Regions from separate parts of the Rattus norvegicus genome. Here region 2 is linked to region 1. A link is a contact called in public Hi-C data. All regions are on one chromosome and are shown on one strand. Each heading gives the region's core, a stretch centred on a gene start, on an enhancer-like site or on the middle of the called end of the contact. The rest is flanking DNA. Distances are from core to core; before and after follow the strand shown.

The links. Hi-C and Micro-C count contacts between places; a contact is called where the count stands out from the background.
Region 2: a contact with region 1 is called in a Hi-C map of Schwann cells, with 4 times the contacts expected there. The contact joins two enhancer-like sites. A contact is called at or near these places in 5 of 12 Hi-C or Micro-C datasets (Schwann cells, kidney and liver).

The regions. Positions count from the first base shown.
Region 1 is chr12:5,519,988-5,524,071 of GRCr8, reverse strand. The region is part of intron 1 of Stard13 (StAR-related lipid transfer domain containing 13); the gene reads left to right. Among named protein-coding and RNA genes, the nearest start is that of Trnap-agg21, 46 kb to the right of the region's middle. Within about 2 kb of position 1,976, at least 51 of the 93 cell types and tissues checked have an H3K27ac peak or open chromatin away from gene starts, as enhancers often do. A contact at or near this core is called in Schwann cells, where this site is marked.
Region 2 is chr12:5,563,053-5,567,075 of GRCr8, reverse strand. The region is part of intron 1 of Stard13 (StAR-related lipid transfer domain containing 13); the gene reads left to right. Among named protein-coding and RNA genes, the nearest start is that of Stard13, 5.1 kb to the left of the region's middle. Within about 2 kb of position 2,270, at least 15 of the 93 cell types and tissues checked have an H3K27ac peak or open chromatin away from gene starts, as enhancers often do. A contact at or near this core is called in Schwann cells, where this site is marked.

The DNA of each region.
Region 1 (4,084 bases), core at 727-3,226:
ATCCCCTGGGCATTGTCTCAGATAAAATTCAGAAGTCTCAAGAAACAAAAATCAAAGCAAACCCCCCTCAAGGTGAGGCTCAGAAAGAGCCAGGAGCCCCAGGTGGTCGTGTGGTCAGACCTCTTCTAAGGAATGGGTCATTGTCCTTTCTGTGGGCCAACATAGAGCTCAGTGCTGCTGGGATGGGTGGGTGTGATGAGGGGAGAGTTATGGAAGTTGTTTATGGTGAGATAAATCCTGCAGGCACTCTCCCCATGTTTGCCTCCTCCAGTCTCCTACAACAGCCAGCCTTCCAAAGTTCAAACATTGGCGTTGACAGTGAAGCCAGCCAGGAGGAGTCCTGTGAGACTCAGTAGAGCTCCTTAGGCCGTGATGTCCAGCCACAGAGAACTCTCAGCCACTGGCTCTGTGACAGCCCTGAGCCTTGTCTCCCCTGTTCTTGCGTAGTGTGCTACCAATGGCTTCCCATTACTGTCCCTGGCCCAGGAACTACTGAGTTTGTCCTTCACCTGAGATAAATTCTGTCTTTTATGGTTTGGGGGCTAGGATGACCACTCAAGGGGTTTCTTGGGATGAAAGTCTTTCCATTTTAAAACTATAGCTCACCCTCTCTATGGCTCAAACCTCCTCTTTCTAAATCAGTGTTGTAGTAGAAAATACATGGGGTTTGTTTTGTGTTTTTTATTTGTTTGTGTGTTGTTTTTCCTCTTTCCTAAATACTCAAGCATTGAGAGTTTGCCTGTCTTTTCCTTTTGTGGGTCTGGAATTCTCTGCCAGATTCTAGCGTCGCACAGCTGTGATGTAAGCTGAGACCTAAGCCCCACATCGTGCAGTCGGCACATCCTCGGCTGTACCTAAGAGTACGTTCCGTGAATAAAGGGACACAGGCTGGCTTTGGGGATCCTCATGGACAAATAAACCATTCCTGACAGGAGATAATACAACGTTCAGATGAACCAACATGAGAGGAGCAGGAAACAGGCTGAGATTTCAGCAAGAGCGCGCATCAAAGAACAACCCTTGATCGGAAGGATGTTGTAAAGTGGGGGTGGGGGAGGGTGGGGAAACATGACTGTAGCTTTAAAAGGATTATGAAATCTCTACTCTTAAAAGCATGAACTTCCTGGAGTATGTGCAGCCCATGGGCCACACAGTCACAAGCAAATGCAACATCCAAGCAAATGCAAGTCTTTATTGTATTATTATTACTTTTACTATTACTATTATTATTATTATTTTCTAGTTCTTTTATTTACTTACTTTTTTGCATCATGTAATTTTCGTTACTCTCCTATTAGGGATATATATACATATATATATGTATATGCACATATATGTACATATTTGTATGTATATGTATCTATGTATGTATATGCATATATGTGTATATATTTGTGTATATGTATATATGTATCTGTATGTATATGCATATATGTTTATGTTTGGATATATATGCATACATATAACTACATCTTTGCTTATAAGAGAAAAAAGCATGAACTATCAGAGCGTCTTAGTTTAAAATGAAGATTTCTCCTGAAACAAGAGAAGGTGGGGCTTTGACAGCAAGAGTAACTGGCAACACATGGTTTTACCACAACAGTGGTGACTTTTCTCACCTAGAATTTATTTGGGGACGCTGACAGTCGGTGAATTCTTGTCACAGTCCTCCCTGAAGAGTGAAGCCTCCAAGGCCTTCAGCCATCTGCTCACAGTAATCACAGATTCCCTTTCGGATCCCATGACCTCTCAGGGCATTCTCGCAGGGGCCTCAATGCTCAATGCCTGGAGTGAGCGCTGGTCTCCTTAGAGTGCAGGCAGGGTCACCTCCACATTTGTGGGATTCACTGGGGGTTTTTCTCTCTGCTCTGATTCTGGCAGCAGACAACCTCCAGCTACTCTCCAAGAGAGCCTGCACACTGTAAACCCATTAAGGCTTAACTCCCCGGGGACAACAAAGAGAACTAACTGCCTTTTGAATGTGGGCTGTGTGGGGACAGCAGTGCCTTCTGGCACTCTGATGTGTCCTCAGGGCCAGGGTGATCTGTAGGGAAAGTTACAGGCTTCTGAGGGGATGTTTTCACAGGTTCTCCAAACAAAAGGCTCTTTCTTTCCACTCTGTCCAACTAGCCCTCTTGCTAATTAACTGAACCTAGAGGAGAGAAGGCGCTTCTGCAAAGAGACTCGCAGCCTTGTGTGCAAGTGTGCTCTCGGGAGTCCTGATGGCTTTGTTTTGCCTGTCTGAGGAGGCACTGAGAATGCTCTGTTTGGGGAGCTGGTAGCCAGGCTGCCTGCAGACTGTCACCGGGCACCTCATTTCTTCTAGTAATTTTCCCCATATGCACAGTCCAGCAAGCTTTGCTCACATGGCAGACATGGTAAGCACTTCATCTCAGTCACCCAGTCCCCTCCTGCGATTGCCCCGGTCATCACCTTAGGGTTCATTCAGTCCAGGTCTTCTTGGCACTCCTGTGCCTGTCTCACTGACTTCTGTTTATTGCCCTGTGGCCGCTATTTAAGAAGTCCCTTCCCGGCTGGGGATTTAGCTCAGTGGTAGAGCGCTTACCTAGGAAGCGCAAGGCCCTGGGTTCGGTCCCCAGCTCCGGAAAAAGAACAAACAAACAAAAAAAAAAAAAAAAAAAAAGAAAGAAAGAAAAAGAAAAAAAAGAAGTCCCTTCCCAGCCCATCTGTCTTAAATTACCTTGCTGTTTACTTCCCGCCCAGGGCCCTCTCTTGTATGTCTTTTGTATTCAGAAAATTCTGAAGGACCTGGAAGCTCATTAATTGCACCAGGCAATTTTTATTCCAGCAAGGTTACCACCATTTGGTACTCTTCTTAAGTCTCTGGAATTGTGACTGAACCTTTCGAAACCTAACTTTCAACACTACCTTTTTTTTTTCCTTTTTCCTTTTCTCCTTTCCCTGTTTTGTAATGTTTATAACTAAGTACTAAGGAGTTTTGAAAGAGTATTGAATTTTGTTTGTTTTATTCATGAGTATGGCCTTGACCACGAGGATACATTGTAAATTTGATCTGACTTATCAGTATTGAATCAAGATTTCTTATTTGTTCCTGTTTAGGCCGGTTTGGCTATGAGACTCAGGGTTGGGGGGAAGCTCTTCACAGGCCTCTAGTGGACACGCAGCAGAACTGTTGAAATCTCACATTCAAACGTGTTGGACCTTGGCGTTGTGGAATTAGGCAATATTGTTGGCATTTAGATGAAAGATAAGTAACTTCGTTTGCGCTGAAGGCACAGGAAATAAGAGCGCCCAGGATAAGCACTTGCCCTTGGCAGATCACTCCCTAGTCGTCAGCTTCCACCTGCTGTGTTTCTGTGTTGGCTTCTGTTTGTGCGCATGTGGGTCTCGGGGCCCTCGAGTCAGGGTGTAGCAAGTAAAGGGCAGAGGGTAACTTGCAGGAGTCAGTTCTCCCCTTCTCCCCATCCATCATGTGGGTTCTGAAAAAAATAAAACAAAAAAGGAGAGGAACTTGCCTCGCCCCAGGTATGGCAGAGAAGGCTTACAGTTGACTTATGGGAGAAGGCAGGGATATCTGAGAGAGTTCAGAGTGGCTGTGACCCTGAGGAGAGGCAGGAAGGGAAGAGAGGGGAGAGAGGGAAACCAGGTGCAGCAGCCAGGAGGCCCAAAGGTACAAAAAGAGGGGGGTAACCAAAATGGTTGGATTATATAGGGCTGGAGGAAGGGCAGCCAATGGGCTGGATTATTCATGTTAGGGGGTGGGGCATACCAACCAGCCAGGAGGGTGCAGTAACCTGGAGGGCCTGGGGGAATGCAGGGAGAACCTGGAAGTCTCTGCATTGATATGTTAAATAGGCCCCTTTGCCATTAGTCTAGGGTTGAAACCTGACGGGTTCCAGTCCTAGCAACCAATGCCTCTTCCCTCGGAGCCTTCTCCCTCACCCCGTGAGATTTATATAAATTTACCAAATACTTACACTAGAGAATCCATTAGGTTGATGAAGTCTTTGAAATACCTGCTACTTTAATAGATTCGTGCTCTGGATGCTTTACCTCAAATGAGCTGAAAAAAAATCACAAGCCCCTATCAAGAAATATGTGA
Region 2 (4,023 bases), core at 1,021-3,520, 43 kb before region 1:
GTGGAGAGGGAGAGGGGGAGTGGGGGGGAAAGGGGGGGAGAGAGAGAGAAAAGAGGATGTGAGTGTGAGGGTATAGTTAGACTGTGGCAAGATAGAAGTGGCTTTGTTTTCTAAGTTTTATTATAGTAAAATATATACAACTTAAACTAACCATAAGCAGCCATTTTTTTTCCTTTTTTCTTTTTTTTTGGAGCTGGGGACCGAACCCAGGGCCTTGTGCTTGCTAGGCAAGCGCTCTACCACTGAGCTAAATCCCTAACCCTTAAGCAGCCATTTTTAAGTGTACCAAGCAGCCATTTTTAAGTGTATCGAATGGTCATTATTACAGCGTTTGCAGCCACTGCTGTTGTCCTCCTCTGCCTTTATGTCTTACTGGAACTGAGACTCTGATTGACTGACTACACACCTTGCATATGGAGGCTCACACAGTATTTGTCTTTTGTGACCGGGTGATTTCATTTAAGGCCAGTGTCCTTTAGGTCCATCTGAATTACAGTATTTTCATGAGATTTGTTTCCGACCGAATGCTGGGTAGTATTGCATTGTGGCTATATTGTATTGTCTCTTTATGATAGCTGTTATAATCTGCATGCTGGAGAAGAACTGGACTTCTATTGTTGCTCTCTCAGGATATCAAAACATCATGTTTTCACATACATGCACACGCCATTTGGAAAAGTCCAATCGAAGCAGACCTAGGAATATGATTGGCTTTTGAAAAAAACTCTCATGTTTTTTATTTGAAATTCTCAAAATCCATCCTGAGATGGCCTAGATTTCAGTAAAATACACCATCAAAAGGAAAAAGAGCAGGGATCCAAGCTCTAGGCTCTGCTTCAGTACTTTTTCCTACTCCATGGTGGCAGAGTCTAGAATATCACTGGGCCTTTCCTTTTGGGTGAGCAATATGAATAGACTATGATCACACACACACACACACACACACACACACACACACACAAACGTAAACACACATACACATATACATACACATACATATACACACATACACACATACATACATATACATACATACACACATATACACACATACGCACACATACACACATATACATACAAATACATATACATACACACATGCACACACATACACATACATACACACACATACATACACACATGCACACACAAGCACACACATACACACACATACACACACACGCTTGCACACGTTTTTCCTTGTCGTGTTTTAGAATTCTCTATAATCGTGTCAGTAACTCTTTATGTAGAAAACAGACGTAAGCACAGCTTGAGGGAGCCCATAAGAGAGGCATAGCCTCTCTGCCTCATGCAGTTGAACAGTGGCTTCTAATTTTTCTGAAGAAACAAATTCTGGTTTTCGTTCTGCCCCTGCTACTTACTGACTGCTCCGATGATTTTGGGGAACACACAACTTCTAAAGACCTTCTTCCGTACAGTAAGGTAAAAGGGTTTGGATTAAGCTCTCTGTAAAAGGTCCCTTCATGTCTGAAGTTGGATAATCCTGTGTTCATGAGTGTCCCTTGAGAGAAGGAGGGTTCTTTCTCCCACTGTCCTTACTGTCCCCCAGTATCTACCTGTGCACGGCTGATCTGAGTGCTTTAGTTACTCATGTCGTAAGACCTCGTGAGGATGTGCGGTCCGTGGTCTATTTAAATGGCATAATTACTGTAATTATAGAGGAACTTTTCTTCTCGGGGCTCCTGGCCTTAATGTGAAGTGGTCGTCATGTGCAGCCCATCGCAGGGGTACAGCAGGTAGGCTGTGTCTGCGTGTGTGCCCTTGCACTCACCACGAGATTTCTTTGCTTGAGAAGAAATAGAGGATTCAGAAAATCTCACTGCTGGGGAAAAGAGTGGAAGCTGGGCTTTTGCTTAGTCTGAAATAATCTTTAGACACAGCCGCTGAGTTAACTCCACTAACATGAAGTGAGCACGTCAGTCCCCAGCTGACTCCAGTGGGCGTGAGGAGCATATTTTTCTCTCCCTCATTACTGTGTCAAATGGCATCTTGAGAATTTGCCCAACCTAAGTGGTGAGCATCGCCCATCCCTGGCGAGGGAGGACCCTCACCCACACTAACTGGGTAGTGTCAGCCTAAATTAAATGGTCATTTGTTCCCCTGAAATGTTCAGTCCTTCTTACCCAACTGCTCTCTGAGTAAGAGGGTGACGGTGATGGTAGAGGAACAAAGGAAGCCCAGAGACCAGGGACTGCACCTGTCACCTTGCCCATCCCTGTTGCTCAAGCCCCTTGAAAAGGAGTGTGGCAATTGGCATCCGTCTCATTGGCTAACTCACAGCCAGCTTCTCTCCAGTGCAGGAGACTGGAGGAGGGCCTGTTCAGGGAGGCTACTGTTTAACCAAAGTTGCAGGTGAACGGGTTAGTGGCTCAAGAGGTTTAAATGGATAATGCTTAAAACCTTACTACATAGTACAAACAAGGGTGCACAAGTATACCCCAGGAAGAAGCTAGGGAAAGAGAGGCATGTGTGTGAACATAGAGGGCCATCCATGTGTGCATAGAGACCATTCATGTGAGCATAGAGAGCCATGTCATGTATGTGAGCATAGAAGTCATGCATGTGAGCATAGAGACCATTTATGTGAGCATAGAGATATGTATGTGAGCATAGAGGGCCATGCCCGTGAGCATAGAGGGTCATGTATGTGAGCATAGAGACCATGCATGTGTGCATAGAGGCCCAAGCATGTGAGCATAGAGGGCCATGCATGTGAGCATAGAGACCACGAATGTATGCAGTACATTTCTTATTTGTGCGTGTGTGTGTGTGTGTGTGTGTGTGTGTGTGTGTGTGTGTGTGTGTTTTGTTTGTGAATCACATGAGTATCTGGTGCCTGTGGAAGTCAGGGGAGGGCACTGGATTCCCGTGGATCCTGGAGTTGTGGATTATTGTGAGCCACCTCTCTGGCCCATCATTTACTTCTTGTACCTGGCAGTGGGTTTAGGACCACCACAAGCTTTCGCTCAGGAAGAGCGTCAGGAGAGGGGTGAGTGGATGTGAAAGAGGGCAGGTGCAGTCTTCCACAGTATAAAACCAGCGCAGAAGACACTTACAAGCTGCCCTCCCGGTCCGCACTGTGGGACAAGCCACGGTCCCAGGTCCACGCTCTCCCTGTCGGGCAGGACTCCCAGGAGGTGAGGATTCCAGTGGGAAATACTTCTGAGGTGAAGTAACTTGGGAAATGATGCATGTCTTTCCTTTCTTGAATATTCACACGCCATGAAAGCCCAGAGAAACTCTGCTGCAGGGAGCCATAAAGTTTGTTTAAACTGCCACTCTTTGTCGTTTGTGGTGACCCCATCCCATCGGACACCAGAGAGTGGGGTCTTCCGAAGCCAAGGCTTCTAAAGACCAGGCGGAAAGTGGCTTACCAAGGAAAGTGTGTGGCCTGCAGTCTGTTCAATAACTCTCTTTGTATTTCTGGCATGCGTCAGGCAGTACCTAGTTAGAAGTCATATTTTTGGAGGGTGACACTACACATTTTTGTTTTAAAAAATGGCCAATACCACATCTTTTTAAAATTTTTAATTAAAAAATTTTCATACAGTATATTTTGATAATATCTTTGCCTTCCCTAAACTCCTCCTAGGTCCTCTCCCACCTCTCCCTAACCACCACCACCACCCCCTGCCCCAATTTCATTTTCTCTCTTTAAGACAAACAAAACAGGGGGAACAAAAATAAAGTCAAAACAGACAAATAAAGAAAGAAGAGAAAATTCAACTGGGTAGAGGCAAGCTGGTCGCCTTTTTTTTTTAAATTAAAGCAATAGAATGAATATTCTATTCTAAGAGGACAGTCCCTGCTCATATGTTGAACAGAAAATTGAGAATGTGTTTGAACAGAGTTAATTGATTACCACAACAGTATAACTAGTCCCAGAGAAGTCTAAAACCCAAGCACAGATGTGCTGGACCAGGGCAAGGCTGATTCCTGGCTTTGCGTTGATCTGACTTACGGTCTAGTGGAAGTCTTGGAGGAGTCCCGAGGTGGGCCTAG